4 separate regions of the Mus musculus genome follow, and all the other regions are linked to region 3. The links are chromatin contacts, called in public HiCAR-type, HiChIP or PLAC-seq and promoter capture Hi-C maps. All regions are on one chromosome and are shown on one strand. Each heading gives the region's core, a stretch centred on a gene start, on an enhancer-like site or on the middle of the called end of the contact. The rest is flanking DNA. Distances are from core to core; before and after follow the strand shown.

What was found. HiCAR-type assays count read pairs that join an accessible place to other places. HiChIP or PLAC-seq counts read pairs in DNA pulled down with a chosen protein or histone mark. Capture Hi-C pulls out chosen DNA fragments and counts their contacts.
Region 1: an H3K4me3 HiChIP or PLAC-seq map of forebrain shows a contact between it and region 3, with 2.9 times the contacts expected there. The contact joins the enhancer-like site here to the promoter of Ebag9 in region 3. A contact is called at or near these places in 4 of 39 promoter capture datasets (embryonic stem cells, liver and neural stem cells), 1 of 15 datasets of contacts at CTCF or cohesin (the NIH/3T3 cell line), 37 of 484 Hi-C or Micro-C datasets (the C2C12 cell line, LSK cells, adipose-derived mesenchymal stem cells and 24 more), 10 of 115 datasets of contacts at active chromatin or transcription factors (the SCID.adh cell line, astrocytes, cardiomyocytes and 6 more) and 3 of 9 other capture datasets (adipose tissue, liver and pancreatic islet).
Region 2: a contact with region 3 is called in a promoter capture Hi-C map of adipose tissue. The contact joins the promoter of Pkhd1l1 here to the promoter of Ebag9 in region 3. A contact is called at or near these places in 12 of 39 promoter capture datasets (the 3T3-L1 cell line, 3T3-L1-derived adipocytes, cranial neural crest and 6 more), 17 of 484 Hi-C or Micro-C datasets (the G1E-ER4 cell line, Th1 cells, cortical neurons and 9 more), 8 of 115 datasets of contacts at active chromatin or transcription factors (CD8 T cells, the SCID.adh cell line, embryonic basal ganglia and 5 more) and 3 of 9 other capture datasets (adipose tissue, liver and pancreatic islet).
Region 4: a HiCAR-type map of astrocytes shows a contact between it and region 3, with 4 times the contacts expected there. The contact joins the promoter of 2310069G16Rik here to the promoter of Ebag9 in region 3. A contact is called at or near these places in 3 of 39 promoter capture datasets (liver and neural stem cells), 2 of 484 Hi-C or Micro-C datasets (both in embryonic stem cells), 2 of 115 datasets of contacts at active chromatin or transcription factors (both in astrocytes) and 1 of 9 other capture datasets (pancreatic islet).

Annotation. Positions count from the first base shown.
Region 1 is chr15:44,757,194-44,763,669 of GRCm38.p6, forward strand. It overlaps a transcript of Sybu not described here. Among named protein-coding and RNA genes, the nearest start is that of Sybu, 12 kb to the left of the region's middle. Within about 2 kb of position 3,303, at least 15 of the 459 cell types and tissues checked have an H3K27ac peak or open chromatin away from gene starts, as enhancers often do. A contact at or near this core is called in cerebellum, cerebral cortex, cortical glia and 1 more, where this site is marked.
Region 2 is chr15:44,453,811-44,460,550 of GRCm38.p6, forward strand. It overlaps Pkhd1l1 (polycystic kidney and hepatic disease 1-like 1), which reads left to right and starts at 3,643. Exons shown (of 78, transcript NM_138674.3): 1 at 3,643-3,815; 2 at 5,583-5,672. The coding sequence starts at 3,743.
Region 3 is chr15:44,616,737-44,623,079 of GRCm38.p6, forward strand. It overlaps Ebag9 (estrogen receptor-binding fragment-associated gene 9), which reads left to right and starts at 2,704. Exons shown (of 7, transcript NM_001357691.1): 1 at 2,704-3,171.
Region 4 is chr15:44,783,067-44,789,942 of GRCm38.p6, forward strand. 2310069G16Rik (RIKEN cDNA 2310069G16 gene) reads left to right here and starts at 4,697. Exons shown (of 3, transcript NR_040309.1): 1 at 4,697-4,824; 2 at 5,419-5,557. It also overlaps a transcript of Sybu not described here.

The sequences.
Region 1 (6,476 bases), core at 2,053-4,552, 140 kb after region 3:
TCGAATTCCATCCTTTCATGTCTTTCTTGTAAAGGAAATTATGCAATCAGCCCCTCTAACTCTCTAGAATCGTATTTTGTTGTCTATAAAGTAGAATAATTATGCCTAGGCTTCTATGAGCATCATTAGAAGAGCTGAAGTATATCATAATCATGAAGTTGGGTGTGAACTGTTATTAGCTATTATTGTCTTAAAAATTACATCAACATATGTCTCTGTTTTTCCGATTTTGAGTGCTACTGGCTTTCTCCCCTTCCCTTATCAGCATGCTTTGGGTGAATGATTAGCTGGGTATATTATCCGGGGCTGTCCCTGCCCTATGGCCCTCCACAAGTACTAACCATTTTTAGCTGGCAGCTCCTGCCCTAAGTCCCATATGACCTCTGTGCCCTTACTTTAGCGGCTAGTTTTGACCAGAATCTTGACTTATGATCAGCCTTTGGAGTAAGCACTACTCCTTTTTTCAAATCTACTCTTCCCTTTCCGATTCTCTCCTGCCTTTCAGCATGTGCTTAGCCCATCCTTCAAACATTGGCATGGCTGTTTCATTTGTTTCTCTTACATTTCCTTCCTGGGTAATGCTTTTCTTTTCAATTGCTTCAATGACCACTTGAAGGTAGATGATCTATAAATTCTATAAACACATACATCTATTACGTTTTCGACAATCCACTTGTATATCTCAGCTTGTATGTCCCAAATGCCCTCCATTTTTAATAGAATGTATAAAATCACTTCCTTTGCAGGTGGATCTTACTGCTGCATTCTCTAAGGTAATAAATGTTTTCACCATGCAAACCCAGGGATCTTGATGACTGTATTAACTATTTTGTCTTCTACACGTCTACAAAAAATTACCCTATCTTTCTTACTTCCTAGTTATCTTTGAATTTCCACATTTCTCAACATCTATTTCTTCCCCAATCTTCACCTGGCCTCCCAGATTTGTCCACTAGAGTAGATGCTTAAATAGTGACCCAAAAAGTTTTTTTAAGGTGCACATCTGATCACCCCCAGTCTCCAATATACTGTGTGACTCGCTAGGCCCAACCAAATCCTTTCAGTGCTTTCCAGTGACTTGGAGATAAAGGTGTATGCATATGCCCTCCTGGTCTAGCCCTGGCACCATACCTTTGTGAAAGCACAAAGCCCCTCTCCCCAAGCTCTCTTTATGACCCACTGTCTCCCCCTGTAGTCCTTATCCAGTTTCTTTTGTCATTAGACAGTCACACTTGCTCGAGTCAGGGTGCTTGTCCTTGTCCTGAGAGTAAGATAGGAGAGAATGATTTCTTGGTTTAAAAATTCTGTCTCTATCTCTGCATACTCCAACAAGAAAGCTAAAGCCACATGCAAGATATGATAATCACAGGCTAGGTTAGCTTCAGGGCTTCTCACATGAGTTGAATAGCAATTCAAAAGAATTTTTAAGTAAGCAAGTGAAAATAATGATTTCCAAATTGGCAAACTTGAAAAGCTTCTGCCTCAGAAAATACATATATGTTATCTTATGGATTATAAAATATTAATCTTAGCTTCATTTTTAATGGGTTCAATTCTCTCGGGTGAGAATTCAAAGAATATGCTTTGAAAAACTATTCCCCTGATTCCTTGTTATGGTTTTTCCTCCTCTTTTCTTCTATCACTTATTAGAATTTTAGTATTAAAATAGAAAACAGTTCTAGACAAGAGTTTATTTTTTAAAACTCCAGTATTTACATTTTTAAATATTCACATATTCTTATTGCTACATTTTTGTTATAATAAACTCAGCCAAATGCAGTATTTTCATATATGTGCATATATATATGTATGATTTCAGTAGACCTATTTTGAAACTTGAAAAAATAAGAGCTAGTTACTAAGGCAGGGACTATTAGTCAATTTCATGCTATGAGTCTACTGTAAATATTCTTTGAGAGCTGTCAGCTTCTCAGTGCTTGGGATACTAAATATAGATTTGTGGATTTTCTAAAATCAGTGTGCTTGTGGTTCCCTTCGTAAACACCTGGAAGGCTTGCATCTAAAGTACTATTTCTATTTCTGCCTACTCTCATGTTAACAGTCTTATCTGCAAACCTCTGTGCTCAGAAATTCCTTTACAGAAACAGATTGTGAAATGAAAGAAATAGGAAATAAACAGAATTAAAGGTCTTCTGGGTTTTTTGTTTGTTTGTTTGCTTGTTGCCTTTTTATTATGCAGAATTGGACATTGGAAAAATATACTCCTAAAGGAAGCAAGTTTTAAATACAATAAAGATGAAGCCGATAATGATCACTAAGTATATCTAGGAATTGGCTAACAGTGATACTGTTACTAAGTACAAATCTTATGCCTTGAATCCAGGACTTTTAGTAAATGTTATTTTTATTCCACAAATATGAACTGAGTCTTTGTTATTTATCAAGAATTCCAGTAAATATCGGGAGAAACTTAGTCAATTTGCCATGATAATAGAAAATAAGTGTAATTTCTTAATTTTGTTTGACTCCGTTGCATAAGACCCAGGCAATGTTTGAATTGCTCTGTGGCCATGGAAAGCAGAGGGAACAGTGACTGTCACTCAAATTCTAAGCCATGCAGTGGGGTGCGTAGCTCATTTTCTGTTTTTGTTTTTTTTGTTTTGTTTTGTTTTTGATGATTTTAAATTAAATACTAAATTATAATTATTTTAACACAGGATGAACACATGACCATTTGATATTAGTATAGTGACCCTTTTCCAGCTATAAACTATATTTTAAGATAGACCCAGAATGAGTTCACATAAAAATATGACATAAGTAAAATTTATTAACCTGAAATGTGTTTACTGTTTCAAGTTAAAAGTTACAATCCTATGAAAATTACATCTTTAAAGAAAGTTCTTAGCTGAATCTTTTCAGCCCCTTTTCCGCAGGGCATTGCTGTTTCTATAAATATTAAAACTAGCATTAGGAAACACGCTCCATCCTTTCCTTTGCTACTGGCTCTAGTAGTACTCTTTGCTGCAGACCACACAGTTCTCCATGAATAAACATATATGAAGGGAAACAGTTCACAGGAGCTTTAAGCAGAAATGCCATTTTTTAAAAAATTCAGTAAGATTATGGTTATCCTTTAAAACCAAGGTTTTCTGGTTGTGTTTTTGCCCAGAAGTAAATTGTCTGTTTTAATGATTTGTAAGAAAGGCTGCCAGCAGATCTTTTGTGGTGTGCTCAGTATGGAACTTCTTGCTCAAGCATTCTCTTCCTGCACTCTGACTTCAGCCTTTCTACTGTTATCGCTGAGACTGGAAATGGCTGCAGAATACAAATCATATGATAAATATTGGGGAATTTGTCTTTGTGGTTTTCCAGCACCACCGCCAAACTTCTTGCCTAGAGAGCTGTGTGAGGCTTTTCAATCTGAAACCTTTGAGCAATCCTGTTTTCTTGCCAGCTGGGAGGCATCCACATGATTGAATTGCAGCAGACCTTCAAAGAGATTAATAAACATTTCCAGCTCCTTGCCTCTTTCTAAGGCTTGTTTATTTGTTGATAAAATTTTATGCTCAATAATTTTAAACACTACAATGTGTCTTCTTTATATGGATTCTCAAATGTGATGCAAAGAATTTTGAATAGTATTAGTTTAAATGAGGAATCTTCTCTTTTTTTCCTTTCCTTCCTTCCTTTCTTTCTTCCTTCCTTCCTTCCTTCCTTCCTTCCTTTCTTTCTTTCTTTCTTTCTTTCTTTCTTTCTTTCTTTCTTTCTTTCTTTCTTTCTTTCTTTCTTCCTTCCTTCCTTCCTTCCTTCCTTCCTTCCTTTCTCTCTCTCTCTCTCTCTCTCTCTCTCTCTCTCTCTTTCTTTCTTTCTTTCTTTTAATATATTATAATTTTCCCTCTATTTAGGCTAATACTACTGGAAGAAACTGCCTCAGTGTTCATTCTTCATTCACTAGGTGTTTCATGTACGGTCCATTCCTCATCCCTCTTAAAGGTACTGTAGCACATTTCAAAAATGATCGTAGCCTATCACACTATCCTTTAGTGCTGTTTACAGAGTAGATCTAATGTCTCCATGATGAGTGGACTGTGTGAAACAATGTCCTCAAGCAGCCTTATCTTTCAGCCCAAAAGTTCCAAACCTTTCTACTACCCTCCCCCTAAACAACATGGTCACGTTTGTCACCAGCCTAGAGTAGCCCTCTACTCAGGGTACCAAGTTCAGTGTTACCTTGCTTTATATTGTGGTAAACATTGTGATCAAAACCAACATGGGTAGGAAAGGACTTATTTCATCTTACTTTTAAGTTAAAGCACTAAAACAGGAAATGCCTGCATCATCTGTTTAGATTTCCAGGCCTGCCTGGGTTATATGAGGGCCCAGTTCAGAAAAACAAATGAACAAACAAACAAACACATGTATTCATAGGTAGCAACTCTTTAAATAACTACAACAAATGATTGAAAATTAGAATCAGTGCTGAGGCTCTTCCCCCTGGGCTCAATTCCCAGAGCCCACATGGTGCTCTCTATAACTCTAGTTCCATGGGATCTAACACCTTCACACAGACAAAACACAAATGAAAATAAAATAAAATAAATAATTAATCATTATAAAAGAATCGATGTCATTACACATTAAAACAGTGTATTTACTTGTATACACTACAGTGTATACTTATTTTATGCTTTTTGAGAAAAAAATCTTATGATGTTGCTTGGGCTTGAAGTCCTGGTCTTCCTGTCTCACCTTGTATGTAGCTGGGGATTAGACTTATGTGACTACATATATAGGGTATTTTCTTAAGAACCACAATGGTCGAGTTATAGCCCAGTGGGAAAACACTTACCTTGCATTTGTAAGGCTCAAGGCTCAAGGCTCAAGGCTTTAGGTTCAATTCCCAGCATAATCTTTTGCACTCATCCACTTGGTCTCTTTTCAACTTAATAGTTTAACATTTGGTAAAGCAACCTCTCTGACACAGAGCATTTTAGTAACCTCAAAGTCAAACCAAAAGCACTTGTGTTTTATAGTCTTATGTTTCTAGTAAATGGAAAAGAAATGTGCTTCACTCAATAGTGACCATTAGATCTGACTCTTTCAATGGTGCAAATGAACCTACGTTTCCTTTCTGAAATGTAGTGCCCCTTAAATCTGCTCTATGATAGGCTTCAAGTTTGACAACAGAAAACAAACAAACAAACAAACAAAAAACTAAAACACTATGTTCCCTGTTAGCCATGTAGGCAATGGCAAACATCTTGACAACCTGCTACCCTTGTCTGTATAAGTATCTGTGAGACTTCTTTTTGACATTAGGCAGTTCATGTTCTCCATGTGAGCAAGGGTTTTTCATAGCTTTTGTTGCTTTTCACTGCCTGTGCTTATTTATATTGCTCTTTCCCAGCAAGGAGTCCAGGATGCTTTGGCAAAAGAAGCTCTGTATCTCACATTGGTCCAATTTGCATTTTTTCTTCTGCCCATCACAAGCCAACCACCAGATCCATCTGCAGGAGCTCTTTAGTCCTGCTTGCTGCTCTAACTCTCTACATACTAGCAGCCATTCAGCTCTTCTACTTGTGGTTTTCACTTAAGTTTTCTTTTTTCCCTTTCCAAATCTTATTGCTCTTTTGTATTGTTAATAGGAGCAATCTGTTGGATTGTGAGCATGCAAAAGCCACAGATGCATATTTACAATTATTAATTTAATTTAAAACACATTTTAAATCTTTAAAATGATCTCTCAAATCTGTTTTTTAAAATGGCTAGTGATAAAAAGCCTAATTACATTCACCATGTACAAATATAAATGTTGCTTGAAGAAGGCCAGAGAGGGGACTTATAGAAATCCTAATGTTTTAAATGAAATAGCCAATTACCCAGCTAGCGCTGAGAAATGACCACAATACCTACCTAATTCCAAGACACATTTGGACGTTACCCACTTGAATTGGCTTATTTTAATGAAAAAAGTATAGTTGTTTTCCTACATTGGTTCTAAAGTTAAAATAAACCAGAACTAATACTTTTTATTTGTATGTTAGAAAGTAAGGAGGCATTTTGGTTAGATTTGGAAGACAACTGTGTTAGATTCCATTCTCAGAGAGTGTCTCAAATACTCCAGGCTGTCTGAGAACTTGGTAAGTAGTTGAGAATGGCCTTGAACTTCGGTTTCTCTATCTACCGACTGCTAGGATCACAGGTAGGCTCAGTCCAACCTGGTTTATGCAGTGTAGTTTAGTGCAGGCCAGGTAAGCATCCCACCAAATAACCTACAATAGACATTCTTTACAGACATTTTGGAAAAAACGTTTTTACCTTTAGTAAATAGTTTGTATGAGTGCTATGCTGAGAGGTGACAAGCAGGGTAACATTTGTTTCCTTGATTATCTACATCAGAAGAATAAGTAGCAAAGATTCTGAACTGTGTAGTTAAATGTGTTACTATTGTCTTATCTCAAGTAATCTAATTAAGGTCCATAGCTGTTATCTAATATCTTAATATTCACAGT
Region 2 (6,740 bases), core at 2,393-4,892, 160 kb before region 3:
TAGATTTTCCAAAACCTATTTTTAATAAAGGTTCTTAAATGCTTTAACGTCTCTTCTATCTCATCACCCACCAGAGGTAGTGAAAAACAAAGGTTAGTAGAACAAAGGAGGATGTGGACCTGTTTAGAAATAGTTCTCTGGAGCAAATCCAATCTGCATTGTCAGGCTATTAGTTCAGTTCGCATGAATCAGCGGTGGTATCTCGATCTACTTGAAAATATCATTCACAAATTAGCAATGGCGGGACTCGAAAACACCATACATGAATCACCAATGGCAGGACTCACAAACAACATTCACAAATCAGCAATGGCAGGGAGATCCAGAAGAAACCAACCTTAAGGCTCTGCCAATCAGCCACAAAAAGCCACCAGAACACAAGAAACCAGAAATTTCCACTTCATTATTCTAAGCTTTTTGAGCAGCCAGCAGTCTGCACTTACTACCATTCACAGCAAAGAGAAACATCTCTGAGTAAGGCTGAGATTAGCATTTGTCTCAGTATATAAGCATAAACATATAATCTGCAGTTCTGTGCCATGTCAATTTAGCTACACAATAGGAGTTAGTTGTCTTGTAGGGCCTCTGATCACATTGACATGAGCTTTTGGCTGGATTTACAGTGTCAGATTTATATCCCCTTCCATGGAGCAGGCCTTAAGTCTAGTTCAAGAGGAGTTGGTTATCCCATAAGAGGTTTGCTACTATTGAACTAGCAGGCATACCTTGCCTGGCTGGTTGGAACTGTAATTTGTACAGTTCACATTGTCAATTATGAGACCATTAAAGCCTATCTCCCTAGAAAACTATATAACTTACATCTGGTAGTGTATTCCCTATTTTTTCTTCTAGTTCTCTCAAAGTTTCAGCTTTGATGTCGAGGTCTTTGGTCAGTTGGCATTTATTTTGGTGAACAATGTGAGCAAGGGCTCTATTTTCCTCCTTTTATATATAGATAACCAGTTTTTCCAGTACCATTTGCTGAAGAAGGTTATCTTTTCTCAGGTGTGCATTTTTTGTCTCTTTGTAAAAGATTAAGTGGTTATAATTACAATGGTTTATGTCAGGATTTCTACTGTTTCTCAATAATCTATATGGCTGTTTTTGTTCTAGTACGAAGGCATGAAGATTTTAAAAATGAAATTTTAAGTATTTGAAAGATGTAATTTCAGTCATAGATCACATAGCCAATTTTTTGGGCCCCAAAAGACATACATTTCATCGAGTTATAATTACTTATTGCCACATTACCCCTCAAATTATTTTAGTAATTCATGATTAAAACTCTCACTAGTGTGATCTTATCTCAAGGAGTTTATTTATCATATAAATAAGTACCCTTTAAGGAGGGAAAATCAGTTAAAGATGCTCATTAATTCAACAAAGCTTATTAAAAATTCATATATGCAAAGTAAAGGATGGCTCTTTAAGAAAGCAAGCATTGTAAGAAAATCAGCTAATTTGCTTTTAAAAATTAACTTTCTTAAAGCCAATTAGGCAAATAATCTAAATGACCTATTTGTTAATTTAGTTTTAGAAAAAAGATAGTAGAAATATTTGCCTACTTTTAACAAGCCTTTTATTTGGGATACCAATTATTATATATAGTCATATATTAAACATAAAATGAATCAGTAGTGTTGAATATCAAGTATTCATGTGCAACATGTATATATGTAACAATATACATCCAAACATGCATGTACATGCACATACATACATTGTTGTACAAACAAATTTAATCTTGTTAAATAGGCTTAGTGTTAATGGAGGTGAGGTTCAGTGGAAAGAACAACTGTAATGGACCAGGTAATTACTCTTGGTTAAGTAGAAACATAAAAGGATACAAGAGAATCAGAGAGATGGCTCAGAGAGTAAATGCACTTGTTGCCAAGTCTAATGCTCTGAGTTTGTTCCCCCGGTCTCTCTCACCATGTAGAAAGACAGAAGTGACCACTGCAATTTGCCCTCTGATTGCCACTCACTCACTTTGGCACAGGTACCCTTCCCCCCATCCTTCAAGCAATTGGGGCAGACCTTGGAACATGGATTCCTCCTTGGAGCAGATGAATGCTTTCAGCAGTGCCCTGAATAAATTTGGGATTTTGCCATAGTTTTACAAAAAGATAAAGGTCTAACTGGGTTTGCTGGCATAGGCTGAGATAGGAGGACCTACAGTTTGAGGCTAGCCTGGGCTGTCTAGTAAGACACCCAATCTCAAACACATATACATTATATGCATTCTCTCTCTCTGTCACACACACACACACATACACACACACACACACACACACACACACACACACACATACACATGTGTGTGTGTATTCACACACATTGTTCTTATTATTTACATAATGAACACTGTGTTTATTTCTAGGAAAAGTGGGCAAGAGGAGAGGAGGCTCGTTGGAATGAGGTAATGAGGTAAAAGGGATGTTGGTGAAATGATAACGGCAAGAGTTGCCGAGAGTGCACAAGAGGAGGATGGCATGTCATGGAAGAAAAGTATTTCTTCCTACAAGAGAGAAAGGTGAAAGGATGAACAAAGAATTCTAAATGTTCTGGGAAAATTTTTAAAATTACAGAAAAATGAAAAGCATATGGGTATATGGATGCATGCATTCTGAAATTATTTAAAATTCTAGGTTTTATTTAATGATCTTTCACATTTGATTTCACACCTTTTCTTTGGTCAAACATGTGAGGTTAATTGTTAATCATGACGGTGGGGCCCTAAATGCTTCAGCCTGCATGAGCATCCCCGCTTCCCACAAGCCCCCGAAGGACACCTAGCTAAACACTTCCACCCTGATGTTAGTACTTGATTGTTATTCAGCTCTCCTATGCATCCTGTAAGAACAAAGTACCTTGACAATTAGGGTGTGTGGAGTAGAAGGAGGAGGGGGACAGTCAAAGACTAAGGAATCACCTTGGGGAACATTCAGTAGGCATGAGAACCTCACAGTCCACAATTGGGAACCGCTGTTTCTCATTCTTCTGCTACCTGGCACCCTTATGGACACCATGACCGTACCCTGTTCCCCCAGCAAGCTCTCTCCAGAGATGTACCACCTAAGGCTCTGACAAGAGTAAGAATACTAGCTTCAGACACACTGCTAAGCTCTCACTCCCTGAATGTCACTGTGCTTCAGTCTACTGGGACAGCTGGACTAGTGCTAGCAAGGAAAGCATCAGTGGCTGTCATTTATGTCTGCTTTGCCACGGACATGGTGTTTGGGAAACTTCCAGCTATCAGATAAAGTTTTATTTTTATCTTTGTCAACTGAAGGGATAGAACGATCCTGTGTGAAGGAAAGTGAATGGGGTTCATGTATTAGGTGGTCTTATAATTAATCTAAGGCAATTAATGAGAACGGTAGACCGGCAAATAAAAATATATAGTTCTAGAATTTAAAAGAAGGAAAATAAAGGTGGGAGATCTCTCTCTCTCTCTCTCTCTCTCTCTCTCTCTCTCTCTCTCTCTCTCTCTCTCTGTGTGTGTGTGTGTGTGTGTGTGTGTGTGTGTGTGTGTGTGTGTGTGTGGTGTATGTCTGTATCTGTGAAATCCCAGACACACCGCGGACGAGCTGGGGGCGGGGCAGGTCTCTGGCAGCCAGGTTCGCCCTGGCTTCTGGGGTGAGTCCCCACGCTGGAGCAGCTCCCAGAGCCAAGCAAGCTTCAGCTCGGGCGACTTCTGCAATCAAGCGGCTGCTGCAGACTCCGCAGCACCAGCTCTGCGATGGGACACCTGTGGCTCTCAGGGACCTGGTTTCTCTTTGGGCTGCTTTGGTGTGCAGCAGATTCCCACAAAGGTAACGCAGTGGGGGAAGGTCGGGAGCCAATCCTGAGACCCTGCTCTACTGGTCACAGGGAGGGGAGACCACCTGCCATCTGCCCTGGGCAGACGCCCTTCTGGGAACCTAGGGTCCTGGAAGGTCGGCAACAGCCTTCTGACTCATACAGAGACAGTACCGAGAAAGTCTGAAACAGAGGTTGGAACCCAGAGAAAGACACCAGTACAAGTAGGGCTAGCTCGAGAAACCTCCCTCATAATTGTTGATCAATGCTGGGGTTGAACTGAGGAAGTTTCTCACCCCCCTCCAGAGCGGCATAATTTTACCACCTGAACACCCCCCCTACCCCCCACCCCCACCCCGTTCTTCTTGCTCTCCTTGTGTCTCTTTCTCAGCAGAAGGGAAAGCTCTTCCCAGGAGGTCAGGTTGTGTTGTGGCGGGTGTCTGTCACTTCCAGGGTAAGCTGCCCAGTGTCTTCAAAGCAAACCCCAGGAGAGGGCTGGGGAGAACGTGATAAGAAATTGGAGTTGTGTGCTGAGATAAGGAGAGGATGAACTTGAGATAGGAGAGGCTGCAATGTCTGGAGATGGGATCCAGCTCCCTGCAGATAGATCCTCTCTTGGCTCTCGGGGGCAGGGACTGCAAGTAGGCACATACTGCAACACACTGTAAACTCAAGATCAATGCTAACCTGAAGCTCGCAGGCGTTGGGTCCGGGCGCGGAAGCCTCCGTTCTGCTGAGGAGCTGTGGCTGCCACAGACCATGCTACACGTTTTCAGACAGCAATGAACTACCCAGTCAGAAGTTCCTTCACCTTTTCTCAGAGATCCGTTTCAAACAATAATCTTTGGGGCTGTTCTTTGTGCCTTAATGTTTTGTACTTACTCTAATAAATTGTTTTTGCGTCTATTACAATTGCCTCTATACACTCTAGGCAGAAAATAAAACACCTCTAGCCACTGTGCATCGTATTTCCTAGCCATGTTCAAGAATTATGTACAATTCTCCAAAGAAGCTGCTGGCTTTGCCTCGCTGGTCTAGTAACTTCTATTAGAGCCTCCCTTCTATTTCTGAATGGTAGACCAAGGCTAACTCATCCATATTTGCCCTTCAAGATGCAGTGGAGGAATTCCATTCTAGAAACCAGAGTGGTCCCAGAAATATGAGGGAAGTGTTTCTTTACAGGCCACCCAAGACCCTGTGCTCTTTCTGCCATTTTGGACTAAGTTAGTCTTTAGGGAGGGTAGTACAAATGTAACCGTTCTCTGTCTGCAGGAAGCTAACCCAGTTTAAAGAGTGGCTAAGTGGTCCTTTCACTATTCACTCTGCATCGTTAGGATACTGGAAAGCTGTCAGGAACTATGGACCACTCCTAAAGGGGTTAGGAAGAGCTTTCTGCTTATAATACAGTATTTGTCTTTGTATCTCCTAGCACTGCACTTACATGCTAGTGCTAAATACTAATCTCCATGCAGGTATTGCCAGTGCTGTGTAAGCTGCTGGTACAGTTATGGATCTGTAGCTAGAGGAGCAGGACAGAAAGCTAAGGGTTTACTGGTGTGCTATAATATGGTAGATACGAGTGGTGAAGACCATTTTGTGATCCTTATTCTTTGTAAATCCCAGAAAGTTCTTCACACAAAGCTAGTGAGTGTTGGTTAAGTACTTAATTCCCCGTTTGGGCATTAGTCAGGGTTCATTCGCATCTTACAACTTGAATGGGAAATGTGATGCTTGGAATGAAGATCTTGATTATATCACTGTCATCCTTATGTGTTTTTCAGGTAGCTCTGAGACAATTCCCAAAGTGACAGAAGTTATACCTAAATATGGCAGCATAAACGGAGCAACAAGACTGACCATCAAGGGAGAAGGTGTGCCTGCCCTGTGTGTGTCCACGTGCAAGCACCAAGAATGAAACGTTTCCTCTTTTAATTTTGTGGTACCGGGTTCCACATTATCGTTCCACATAGCTTAGGGCTTCACACATGCTGGGTGGGCACTCTTCTCCTCTTGGAGTTTTATGGTTAACATAACCGCCCACACAAAACACATATCACTGGAATAGTCTTTGCACTTGGCCAGAGTGGCTGAATTCTTCCTTCTTGATAGTAATTAATATTTATTTATTTTAATTAAATTGACTTAATAAATTTAATTAAGATTAATTAAGATTAATTAAAAACAAAAGCCAAACAACCCCATATCCATATCAACTTGATCATTGAGCTCTAATTATAATGGCTCATTTGATACTGAGAGATCTGGATTTAGTGGCTAAAGTAAAGAGAAAGGCATTTCTTTAACCCAACTCTTCAGTTCTTTCCCTTATTCCACACTGGCCTGGTGGTTTTACTCATTGGGTTTGTAGTTTAAATGCAACATGCCAGGGGTTGGAGAGGCCGGATGTTAATAGAGAAACAGATGTTAATGAAAGATGTAAGATAACAGAAAGCAAAATTCTGGCTCCCTCCTGCTGCCGTGTAAGTGCTATCACATGCTGTATCAAGACATGAGTTATGAATGACGCTTCCTCCTCCTGGTGTTGGAATGAAAGTATAGAAGGTAGATAGACTTAAAGTGCACCCCCTTCCAGGAGGAGCTAAATGCAGAGTGCTTTCAGCCACGAGGCTTTTGTAATACAAATGGTAACAGCACTCAGACACTAAGAATTTTTGAAGAACATGAAAAAAAAAACACATTTTTTTTCTTTTAAAAAGGAACATTAACAAAAACTATTTGGTCTTTAAAATAAGCCTTTGGATGTTGGCATAGGGAAACAGTTCTTCTGTCATATATATTAAAATGTATTTGATTACTTGTAACATTTCTATAAAATTCAATACCTCCATGACATGCTTAAAACAGAACAATCTGTTTCTACGTGGTAAGCAACACACATAGTGCCCTTTTTTGTGTGTAGTTAGGAGTGGGAAATTAAG
Region 3 (6,343 bases), core at 1,454-3,953:
ACAAGATTTGGGTAATGGGCAAGACTTAAAGTTACACATTTCAATAAGCTGTCTCCAATGAGGGGTCCTGAAGTGTCGGCATGTAAGATCACCAACAAGATTTAAAGTCTTCTCTTGCAGGTATTTTACAAATGAATTTGGATTGCAATATGCAATTTTGTTGTCATTTTAGGATTCTCATTGCTGTGATGAAATATGACCAAAGCATGTTCAGGAGGAGAGGGTTTATCTGGCTTATACTTTTATATCCATCGTCCATCACTGAAGGAAGTCAGGAGAGGAACTCAGTCAGGGAAGGAACCTAGAGGCAGGAGCTGATGCAGAGGCCGTGTAGCAATGCTGCTGACTGGCAAACTTCATGTGGCTTGCTCAGCCTGCTTCCTTATAGAAGCTAGAACCACCAGCCCAGAAGTAGCCCCACCCACAAGTGGGTGAGCCTTCCCACATCAGTCACTAACAGAATGCCTCACAAGCTTACTACAGCCCTCTCTTATAGGGGCATTTTTCTCAATGAAATTGAGGCTTCTTTTCTGGTGACTCTAGCCTGTAACATTTTGATATAAAACTAGCCAGTATGGTTGCTTTCCTTTTGTTCTCTGTTGTGAAACAAGTACCCAGCCACCAGGATTTCTGTAGAAACATGTGCCTCCTTTGGTTTTTCAATTTGGAAATGGTGAATTATTAAAAAAAAAAAATCATAAAAAAGAAGATTATCATGGGGCATAATAAGTAATTTAAAACGAAGATGTAAGTCATCACATTAAAAAAACATGCTCCTATTAGGATTTCGGGAAATCAAAAAATGGCAGAAATTATAGATTATTGGAATTTGGATAATACTAGATTGGATTATAGATAGAATACCTGTTTCAGGGACCTCAGGTGATTTATTTATTCATTTATTTATTTGATGTGTGGCTGTGTAGTTACTAAAAATGTTGCAGCTTTATGATAGTTGAGTGGCTATTATCTATGATTGCTTGATATGTGCCTGACTGCACTGAAAGCATTGCAAGTATTAAATGCACTTAAGAGGAGACCAGATTAAATTAATTCATGTTTACCTAGAACCAGAGAAAGAATCCTAAATTTACTTTTTCCTCATTGTTAGGGTAAGCATACTAAACTGCTGTCTTGGATTAGTGGTACACACCAGTAATCTCAGAATGCTGTAGAAGCTGAGGCAGGAGGGGCTTAAGTTTCAGGATTGCAAGAACCTTTCTCAAAGAAAATAAAGCACAATAAATAGTAATAAAAATATGGAGCAGATTGCAGTGAAGAGGGTGGGGGGTAGAATATTTCAGGTTACATGGATAGACGAATCATGGTGAGAGAACAAAGGCAGCTGAATCTTTAAAAAGGAATAGGAAGGAAAGGCTAGTTGAGGAAGAATTTGAAAAAACTGCTTTCAACTTTTCGATATATCATAAACACAAATATATGTACACACACACACACACACACACACTCCCTTGCCAGCCACTTCCTAATAGTAGCTTCTTAAGAATTCTTAGTCCAACAGAACAATAAACTCGGATTTTTACAAGCACACAAGATAGAAAAAGAAAAGAAAACATGAAAAGAATATGCTTGTGTACATACATACATACATATGTATGTATAAACGTAGAAGTGAAACTGTCTAGAAGAACAAGGATCTATCAGCGGTGGGAGGAAAAAAAGGGGGTAGGAGGTTGTATCTGTTCAAGTTACAATGTTTCCTTAAATGAAAGCATTTTTATGGAACAAAGTAACATGTACAATAAAAAATAAAAACCAAAAGTCAATCAAACAGCAGAAAAATATCCGATTGCAAGAGAGAACCCCAAAAAGACAAGAGCTGGGTAAAAAGGCTAGCCCCTGATGCAGGATATAAGGAGGGACCTAGAAGAATCACCCGCCTTACTTTCAGTTAAAAACTGGACTAAGATTTAAACAGAGCCAGATAAATTCTGAAAGAGACGTGTAAACGTCTCAGGTCCAGCAGTAATTGGGGTCTGTCCTAGTCACACCCAAATCATTTTGAGACAGAGAGGCTTCGCCAATGTTTCACAATCTAGATGCAGTTTCGCCTTGGCCCCATCTAGCAGACAGGTTTAAGGATGGAACAGGAGACTTGGTCACAGGCGAGACACTAATCTACAAAGGAGGAAAGGAAAACAACTTGGCAGGAGCCCAGTTGCTCCAGGACAAAAAAAAACCCAACACACTACTATTAACAAAAGGCCAAAGCAGTTGCACTGTCCCGACTAACCACGCCCCTATGCACTCATTGGCTTGCGACTTGCACGTCAATGACGTATCTATCCTCTATTGGGCCAGAAGTACGAGAGGCAGAGTGCGGAAGCCAGAGCCTGGAGACAGGGTCTGGGCGGGGAAACGGGCGGGGCCAGGGCGGAGCTAGGGCGGGGTCCGGGCGGGTTTTTGGAGAAGGGGCGGCCATGGCGGCTGCGCGGCGGCCACGGCGGCTGCGACGGAGCGCGCGCCCGGCTTTGAATGAGCGGAGCTGGGACTGAGCTGGCGGAGCGCGAGCTCGAGGCAGACAGCGGCTGTGCGCGCGCGCGCCTCGTGAGCGCGCGTGGCCCGCGGCAGCTCGGAGCCTCCGCCGGGCGGGCGGGGAGGGGGAGGGGCAGGTGAGTGTGTGCGGCCTGCGCGCGCCCGCGAGGGGCTTTTTCTCTACCCACCCGCCTCCTGACCCGGTCCGGCCTGCGGCTGGTGGCCGCGCTTCCCGGTCACCCTCTGGGTCGCCCCGTACTTCCTGCCCTCCCGCCTTTCTCTTCGGCCCTCTACCTCGACCTCCCACTCGCCGAGCCACCACTCTGGGGTACTGTTTCCGGGTCAGGGTGACCTGTGGGGAGAGCCGAGCGTGGCTTGGAACCGGCTCGTCCCTGTCCCCTCGCTATGCTGCGGTCCCGCACGGGCGTCCCGCCTGGGAGCTGCCGACCCGGAAAAACCCCACGTTCAGTCTTTCCCAAGGGCAATGTGCCGCCTTCCTGCCCTCCTCTACGGGCCTCGCACCTCTCGGGGCCGATCTGCCCAACATCCAAACCCCATCCCACCCGGCTCCCACCTTCAGCAGTTTAGAACGCCTCACATGCCGCCCGCCACCGGGCGTGGGATTGCGTAACCAGAAAGCTCGCGTGTGTGTTGTTTTGCTCATCTGTGCAGTGGGTATGATTTTTTTTTTTTCCGCCAGCAAGTTCTAGGTGGGTAATCTGAAAGTGAAAATTATTTTAGTTATGAGACTCACCGTTGAGTCATTCAGAAGATCTTAACCCACCTTGGTTAACTAACAGTCCCCGGGGTGTCAAATTCGAAGGCCTGATGGTACAGAATGTTCGGTTTTTACCACCAGCTTTCCAAAACTGCACTTCTGCTTTTGCTTACATGCCTCCGGTGTTGACCCTTCCTTGTCATGTTTGAGTTCAGGTAGATTTTTATTTGGGAGCTTTATGATATTTAACTTTAGCGAGTCACAGACCTAATTTGAGTATATTCTGTGCTTTCGTAGGTCGTGGGACTTTCAAGTAATTGTATAGACTTAGAAATGCAGGATTAGGACAGCATTTGATGACTCGTTTAATGAGTATCACCTGGCTTGGCTTAATGAATTATAGTTTAATTGATGTATACTCCAGGATCTGAAGAAATTGAGCACAAGGACAGATTGACCACGTCATGCAGGATTCTTTTTCTTTATGCCTTCCTCCCTTATAGGGAAATCTTTCTTAGTTGTCACAACAGAGCTCTTCTTCCTATTGTTTAATTGGAAATGCCATTTCTTCAAAATTATTTCTCTGGCATAAAGTTTCTGCATTTTCTTAGTCATTTTCGTTTTTAAAATTTGAGTATTTTGGTAGGTTATTTCAATATTGTCCAGTTCTAGAAAGCATTTTAAAACACCCAAATTGCAAAGTAGCTCCAAGTAAGTGTTTTCCTAATTGAGAATCTATAGGTGTTTTAGAAATCAGACTGTAGTGATATGTATAAAATTGAAATCGTTTGAAACAGAATCAGGGCCTTAGGATTCCCCTCCTCCAGCCACTGCTGATTTAACCTGTTTAAATTACTCAGACCATTTATAGGCCTTATCCATTATATAGGAATGGTGAAACTATTGAACTAAATTCTGAACATGTTAAGGGCCCAAGGAATGTTAAGTTTTTAATTTTTAATTCAAGAAATATTGGACCACCTAAATGCTGTCATTGGCTAAGATGTAGAGATAACAAACTAAACCACACTGGTGGGGTCCTGCCCTTCTAGGCTCTTTTTCCTTTGAATAAAAGCAAATGTAGAAAGAAACTCCAGATAGTGGTTGAGTAGCAGTGGGTGCCCCAGTGCAGGAAGTGTTTCCTGGTGTCAGTGCACATGTGTTACATAGGTGGTGCTAATCTATGTTCCTTCTACTGCGCTGTAGCATATGCCATATGCACAAGTCCTGAATTACACGTGTCTACAAATCCCTGTCATTGACAAAGTGCTGCTTTGGTAGTTTGCTTACATTTCCCACATTTAGTGAAACTGCTTAGAACTTAAATCTTCCTTGATTCCCAAGAATGTTCCTGACTAGGTTTTCATAGCTCTCAGATGAAATGGATGTAGGTTTGAATGCAAGCAGTTGTAGGAGCTTGAGAACTTGTGCTTACACCGCTGCTGTTACGTGAATGGACGGCATTAATATCTGTGGATGCAGTTAGCTACTGTTTAGATAGTGCTTGATTCATAATAGATGGTCAGTGAATTTTAGGATTCACTCATTACAGAAGCAGATTTATCACAGAATTCAGATATTGTTAATAGCTATGGTGGCATTCTGTTCTGTTATCAATAATAATCTGGCTTTCTGCTTTTCCACTTAAACTTGAAATTTTATTTCTACATTTTGTTGGAGCCATTCAAGGTGATAGGTACTGACTGAGTAATGACACTTAAGGATAGTTGAGAAGGGAATGGCAGTAGCTGCCAAGGCTCTGCATGAAATTTCATTCTTAGCCTAACACTAAACCCTCTGCACAGTCCCAAAATATTAAATGTGGTTTTTTTTTTTTTTTTTTTGTCAAAAAATCTTGCTGGAGTATCTCTTTGCCTGTATTTTCTTTTCCAGTGCTATATGCCATACATCTGTTAGCTACCTTTTATATTTTGTTTCTGAAAATTAATTATATTTTTAACAGTTTGTGCTGAATTTTAATAGTATATATTTGCATATACTGTACACAATATTGGTTTTCATTATATTTCATTTCCCCAGATAATGTAATTAGCTCACCTCCTTCCTCCCATTAGTGTTTCTTGTTCTCCGTCTGGTCCTTTTCTTGTCAAACAGTACCCTATTTTCATGTATTGTATTAGAAATCTAGCTTTTACAAATGAGGACAAAATACTGTCTTTACCTTTCTGACTCTAGCTTATTTTGTCCAACACTGTGGTCTTCAGTTCCATCCATTTTCCCATGGAGAGCATGCACGAATGCTATATTTACACTCTCCTTGGGAAAATTGCTTTTTGTTTTGTTGACAAATGAGCTTTAAATGAAGCCGTCAGTTATCATTCTACTTGTTTAGTTTATTCTACTTCTAGTGAGGAATCAGTCATTTCTTTCAAGTTTTACTTTGCAAATGGTAACTGAATATAAAGGGTTAAAAACCCTCTAGAGAAGTATTGTTTAGGGAAAGTACAGTATATAGATATTACTGTAGTATAAAATAGAAAATGTTAACCTTCTCAATAGAAAAACAATGGGATTAAGAAACTGTTCCTTTCAACATTATGAACTAACCAGTACCCCAGAGCTCTTGACTCTAGCTGCATATGTATCAAAAGATGGCCTAGTCGGCCATCACTGGAAAGAGAGGCCCATTGGACACGCAAACTTTATATGCCCCAATACAGGGGAACGCCAGGGCCAAAAAGGGGGAGTGGGTGGGTAGGGGAGTAACGGGGACGGTATGGGGGACTTTTGGGATAGCATTGGAAATGTAAATGAGGAAAATACCTAATTAAAAAAAAAGGAAGAAACTGTTCCTTTAGGAAGTAATAATAACATACCTAGCCAACACCATTGGTAGTGGGAAACAACCATGCTTTGAGAGAGTCAGCTTTGTTGCATTTTTGAAATCAAGTAAACCACCTTGGGGATGTATTTGTCAGAAATATTTATATTACTTGAAGAAGGAAATTGTTAATATGCTTTTGATTCAATTTTTTGTACCCTCTCAGAGCCCCCTTCTGCCTTAGACATTGAGTAAATCATTCAGTTTGGTTTGGGTTGAGTCTCTGCCTCACACATATGTAACAGATACGCAGTTTGATCTTTGTGTGGTCCTGAAAAACTGGAGGG
Region 4 (6,876 bases), core at 3,447-5,946, 170 kb after region 3:
TAGTCAAAAATCTGGAATTTTAATTTCAGAAACATGTGATACAATAACACTTAATTTCAGGGTGTCAAGAAGATTAGAAATGAATTCTAACTACATCTTGCAGAAATATTAAGAAACAAACAAAAAACACTGTTCGTTTTAATTATATTTGAAGGAAACAAAAATAATTTCAAGAAAAAACTTCAGAACAACGCTTACAAATGGGAAGTAACACTTAGACTGGATGCTACATGGAAGCACTTAGTCATTTGACAGCTAAATAATGTGGTCAGGCTTTATAGTGGCATCTTTTACCAATAGAACAAAATCATGGCACTACTGTGAACACCTACAGAACCCTGGGGAAGAGAAAAGACACCCCCTGCACCCTCACAAAATCAGATGTAGAAAGGAAACATCTAGTTTTTCTGTTTTAAATACTATAGAAGGAAGAGCCTCTAAAACTGTAGACTTACATTTGTTTATGTTTGTAATATTCAATTATTTTACATATTTAATCTTATTTACATTTTAATTTAAATATTTATCTGTGGTATTTAAATATTCTAAATATTTAATATTTCACCTGACAATTTAAGCAGTGCATTCTGAACACTTAGTGAAGAAAACATTGGTGCTTAGAGATCAGCTTTTGTTTAATGGAATGTCTGAGCCATAAGTAACTCACTTTATTTTTACTCATATATCTATAGATGGGATGGGACTAGCATATTTGGAAGGTGGTTTAGAGCACAAGTCACAAAGCTTAGACACTTTTTTAAGGCAGTCAATATACATGAGCCAGTAGTGTACCATCAACAGAAAAACAGTGGACACCCTGTTTAGAAAAGTCTGTGCCCTCACTAGGATTTGCCAGGCCTGATGAAGCTAGAAATTTGGATATCTCAGAGCAAATTCTCTTTGATTTTTAAAGATTTTTAAGTGAAGTAAACACATTTGGGAAATGAAGCTGGCCCATAGACAGTCATCTTGGGACGTGTGGGCAGTGTGCACTTCAGCAAGGCATCTGGAAAGATTCAAATGAGATTATTACCGAAAATTTCTTACTGGGTGCAGTAGATATACTGGGATTGTGTGACTTCTTAGCTAATTTTAGTAGAAAGATCCTGACTTTTTTCTATTGCTGCAAAGGGCTGCCCTAGAACAGAACTCCTCCAGTTACAGCCAGGCTGTTTGCAAGACCAGTTGAAACATAGGAGTTAGTAGTGTGGCTTGGTAGCAATACTTTATCCTGTTGTTGTGTAGAACTAGGTTGCTCTCTCTCATCACCCCCTGGAGCATGCCTCAAACCATGTGTTTTCTCCTAGTGTGCCAAGTGTACAACTTGGGGTACAGTGATGATTTTAGGTGATTCTTAGATAACTCTTTAAAGTTATGCATGCATTTTCTACAATTATATGAAAACTGATATTTTGTGCATTTCAGTACATAGATAAAGTTTAACAAAACATAGTGTATCTAACTAATATTAAATAAATACAGTAGCTTATATTCAGCAATCATGGAAAATTTAAAGGACACCAATAAAACTGACATTCTCAGAGTCCTGTCTTCAGTATGCAGAAAGCCTGTAATGGAGGCTTGTCTAGAATTGTTAGGAACTTAGTCTATAGGATTGCGTTAAAATTACGTTAGTATACTCTGGGGCCTCTTCCGTTGGTTGTCAACCTTCAAAGTAGAGCTTCCTTAAAAGGGTAGATATTAAAATTCAACTTTGATTTATATTCCTGATTTTTTGTAAAGAGGGAAGCATTTACAAGCATGATTTCTTTCTATAGAAAATTTGCCCCCTCCCATCAATTCTGCAAGGAGGTGGCTGTGCATTCAGAAAATACTCTGTTAAGATAAAAGGAAAATTATAGACTTGTAGAGAGAATACTTTGTTTCTGTTTGGATGCCTCACCTGCCAATAAAAACAAACAAACAAACAAACAAAAAACCTATAGCTTATAGGAAAGGGAAGAATAAAAGGTGGAACATCCGGGAGGCAGAAAGAATTCTGTGATAGAGTCAGGCTCAGGAGATTTGCCCAGCGAAGATGTGGTAAGACAAAACTGTGGTACCTGAGCATAGGTAACCAGTCTTGTGGCAGAATGTAGATTAAAATAAATGAGTTCTATTAAATTATCATCTAGAGAGAAGAGCCTATCCATATGGGCAAGGTATTTGTTAATATTCTTTCAGTCTGAGCCGTATTTCTGGGAGCCTGGGGCTGGGAGGATGAAAGAACAAACTTCTACATAGACTCAGTACCTTAGTATTTTCAATCAGAAAAATATGCTAGGAAAGAAAAACTTCCAGACTGCTAACTTAACACAGGAAGCATTTCTGAGGTTATTTGCTCCCCATTCCCCCAAGGTTAAGGAAAAATACCCCAAACCACTAAGTAAATTGCTAAGATACTGTTGAATTACTCTATGCTGGTATCCTGCATGAGTATTAATACCTAAGAATGTATATTCTATAATACAACAGCTTACATACAAAAGTTAGTCTTTTAAAACACCAGTAAAGAAGTATGCAAATATTAGTTTATAGAACAAATATTTTAAGTATGTAGTAAACGCCTTATAACACACACATATGTATATAAAATGTTTTGTGGATGCTTGGATTTATAAAAAAATAGATAATATTTGGAATTTGGTGTACTTGTAAAATGACTTTAAAGAAACACTTTTATTGTGAAATAATTATAATTTCATAGGAAGTAGAAAAGGAAGAGAGAGATCCCATGTACCCTTCATCCAGTTTTTGTTTTTGTTTTTGTTTTGCCAGCAACTATATTTTATAGAGCTATAGCACAACACCATCAGGAAATTGACATTGTGCTATATGTCTAGAGATCTGACATTTTGTCGTTTTGTTTGTGAAACCATCACAATCAAGATGCACAAGCACGCCATCATCTCGGAGTTTACCTTCACACCTTACCACGTTTCTCTAACATTGTGGCTAAGCTCAGCAAATCACTTCTACTTTGTAAATCACTAACTTATACAAATATACAGAAACTTCCATGTCTGGATTTTAGAGTATGCTGGTTTCAAATTTGCCACGGGCTAATTATTCACACCCCTGTTGACTTTTTTGGCCAGTCTCAGTTGCTCATCTATAAAATGAAAGTCTGGAGATTGTGATATGTATCTGTGGGTAAAGTTGCTTGCCTCCAAATTCACTAACCAGAGCTTCACCCCCAAACCCGAGGTAGTAGGAGAGGATCAACTTCTAAAAGTTGTCTTAGGAACTCTACACAGGCTCCAGGAGACAAATGGACTCAAGGACATATGCATGTGCACACAATAAATAAATAAACAAATGAACAAACAAACAAATAAATAAAATGAAATTGAAATCCAATAGTTTTCAGAGTGGCACACTTAATATATCTGGTTGTTTAGTTTTATTAAGATATTGCCTTAAGGATTGTAACTATAAAGCCCACATTAAATTAATGAAATATAACTTAAAATAGATTGAACAGTGTGCTTTGCATGGATTTTCATTTAAACAGTGCAACTGAAATATGCTGCTTTCAAAGTAACAAATGTACTATTCCCTCAATGCTACATGGAGAAATTTTGGCACAGAAGGCCTGCTTGGTTTCTTTTGCTCCAAGGGTTTCCTTTGGGGATAGAAAAGACACCATCTCCCAGATGCACCTCATGAAACACCGAGCTGGCATTGCTACAGCAGAGACTAAAATGCAGATTCTGAACTGCGATGGGTTCAAGTTTGGCTCTTTTCTAGAAAAAGACATTCAGGAGTTGAATTGCCATGCTCTGTGATCATGAAGCAAGACACCTAGAAAGGACCCTGAGAATCAGCAGTAAAGTCTCTCACTTGGTTCCACTGCACTGGAGAAGATAAAAACACCAGGAAAAAAAAAAGTGTTCCCCCAAGTGCCTTCTTCATTTGAAGGCGTAGGTGTCTCCCCTCACACCAATTTAAGTTTCCATATTCCTTCGTTTGGTTGGTTCTACAGCTCACTCCCTAGAGTAAGCTGTTAACACCACCCATTATGAGATGTTCAACCTCTTCAATAACATAGCAATGAAATCCAGATTAATCTTTTCACCTCGGATAATCTTTATGAAAAATCGCCTAGGAAACACAAACATGAAGACTGCAGACTTGAGAACCATCTATCCCCCAGAGGCCTTTTGGAGACATCTTCGCTTTCTAAAGGCGTCATTTCCAAGCCTGGCTTCTGAGCAACACTAAGCAAGGGACATGCAACACTGATTGCCAACATGCTGGTCTAGCCAACCTGATTGTTGCAGATTCCAATTATATCCTTTCAATAACCAATCAGACAGGGACACTTTCGCCTTGGTGTCCCTCTGTGAAGAGCACCTCTGTGCCCAATTTCCCATGAGCTCCTTGAGTTTGTCCAGAGCCCCCTGGGTGCCTTCTTCAATGGAAGGGGAAGTTCTGGAGTCAGCAGTCCACTCTGACTTCACTGAACCCAAGGCATTGGTTGCGGTGCCCGCAAACATTGACACCAAAGCGTGCATCTTACCGTTTCCTTTGCAGACCGTGTCCATTGCGCTGTCCAGACAGTGTCCCCAAATGCCCTAGAGGCTTGTGCTGGACTGGGCCGCCGGCCGGCGACACAGCGCGTGGCAAGCGGTTTGCGCTGGGGCTGGAGGAACCAGCCCCGGCCCGCTCCGCCCGCGCCGCCAGCCCGGTTAGCACACGTGGTGCGGCAGCTGCCAGCGCGCTCCGGTCCCCTCGGCCTCTTGACTTCTGGAGCCAGCACGGCGGCACCTGGGGCTTCGGAACACGTGGGGACAGTCGCCGGAGGCCGGAGACTCTGTACGGGTAGGTGGGGGCGCATAGACGCTAGCGACCAGAGGACCGATTACCCCTAGGGTTCCTGCTCTGGGGCTCACAAACCCAAGGTCAGGCCGCTGTCACCAGGGCCTGTGTGGCTCACAAGCTCCGGCTTCAGATTCAGCTCCCGGCAGGGTGTCGCACTGCAGTGCCTCCGTTTCCCGCCAGTTGGGGGAGCCCCATCTAGGGCGGGAGATGGGTTGTCTGTATTGCAGGGCTACTCGGAAGCCCTGGGGGCGGCTGTGGGCCTGAGGCAGGAGTATTCTGATCTCTGAGCAGGAGATCTAAAAGCCAGGAAACCGTAGCACGAACCTAAGGGGGCCTTTGAAACATCTTGCCTTTGGAAAAATTCCGTCATCAAAGGCTGCTTGGGTTCACAAAAGGAGACAACATTCCCAACTAGGGAAAAGCATTTATGCATCTGTAAGCCCTTTTTCCAAGTTCACCAATTACCTTTCCCCCGTCCTCCAAACAAGGTACTATCTAACTGTTCTGATTTCTGATCTGGAGACATACATGGCCATTTACTTTCTAGCTATTAGAAGATAATAGGATTGATAACAATAACAATTTCTTGAACAGCTTGTGAAATGGAGAGAGTATTTGTGCTGATTTTAGAAGAAGCTGAAAAGCCTCAGGAGGCTGGAGAGAAATCGTGTTTTAATTTGATAGCACAACTACAAAACTAAGCATCAACTTCTCTACCTGCTCTTCTGGAAAGGTAAGATTCTGAAGAAACCAGTAGAAGGATGTTTGCTTTCATCAAAAATGCAGTTCCAGGTAGTCCATCAGAAAGTCCAAGTCCTCTAGAACTATTCAGAATGAGTGTGATTGCTCCTCCTCCCATAAGCTAAGGGGTGCAAGGGCATAGTTGGCTAAACACTTGCAAGTGAATTTCTTTCTGATTTTACATGTACTCTGTATTTGTGTCCCTGAAGGACATATTCTGCAAGAAAGGCTGCTCTTTTTCTATCTCATCTCCCCAACTCTCTGGATAACACCGTTTTCCCTATTGTTTTGCTCACAGATAGTTTTAAGTAACCCCCTCCCACTTCCTTGCCCTGTCCTGCCTCCATCTCTCTTTCCCTTTACATCTTGACATTAATAGATGCACTTTGCCACTCCCCCACCCCTGTCCAGGTACCGACCTTTGAATTTAACCTTCAAATTTTAATAGATAGGTGCAAATTCCCAGTGTGGCTTTTGGTTAAAATTGCTGGTTTTCCTGTATATTCTTCATTAGCTTGGTTTAGGTTCTCTTTGTACTGTGCCCTTGGGATTTGGTTTCCTCTTTCTACATCCCAGGCTTCCAGAGTGTCTGTGTTAGATATTGTGTCCCTTGAACTACATGTGAGTCCTTCAAAGATCACTGTGGAGCTAGAAGAAAAGTACAATAGAAATTCAGATGATTAGTTTCAAATGAACCAGTTTGTCCCTTACAACATAGATTCTACCTGTTTGGAAGGAAACATCACTATATTCTTATATAGAAGACTGAAACAGGTACACTGGGCATTAAAAACACTGAGTGTGGTACATTGGGTGTAAGAGTTTGAATGCAAGTGGCAGGGGCAAGGAGTGGGAAGGTGTGCATGTGCTCACGAGTAGCTCCAGACCAGACCATCAAGATTAAATATGGAAGGATGAGAAGGGAAATTGTGGACAGAATGCTTTTCAGCAGAGTGGGCACTGGACTGATCACACTGTAGAACCAGGATGGATTGCTTCCCAACAGGAGTTTCGTTTATCATTCCTTGGCAGCATAGTGCATAGTTATTTTTTTTCTTTCCATTTTTTATTAGGTATTTAGCTCATTTACATTTCCAATGCTATACCAAAAGTCCCCCATACCCACCCACCCCCACTCCCCTACCCGCCCACTCCCCCTTTTTGGCCCTGGCGTTCCCCTGTTCTGGGGCATATAAAGTTTGTGTGTCCAATGGGCCTCTCTTTCTAGTGATGGCCGACTAGGCCATCTTTTGATACATATGTAGCTAAAGACAAGAGCTCCCGGGTACTGGTTAGTTCATAATGTTGATC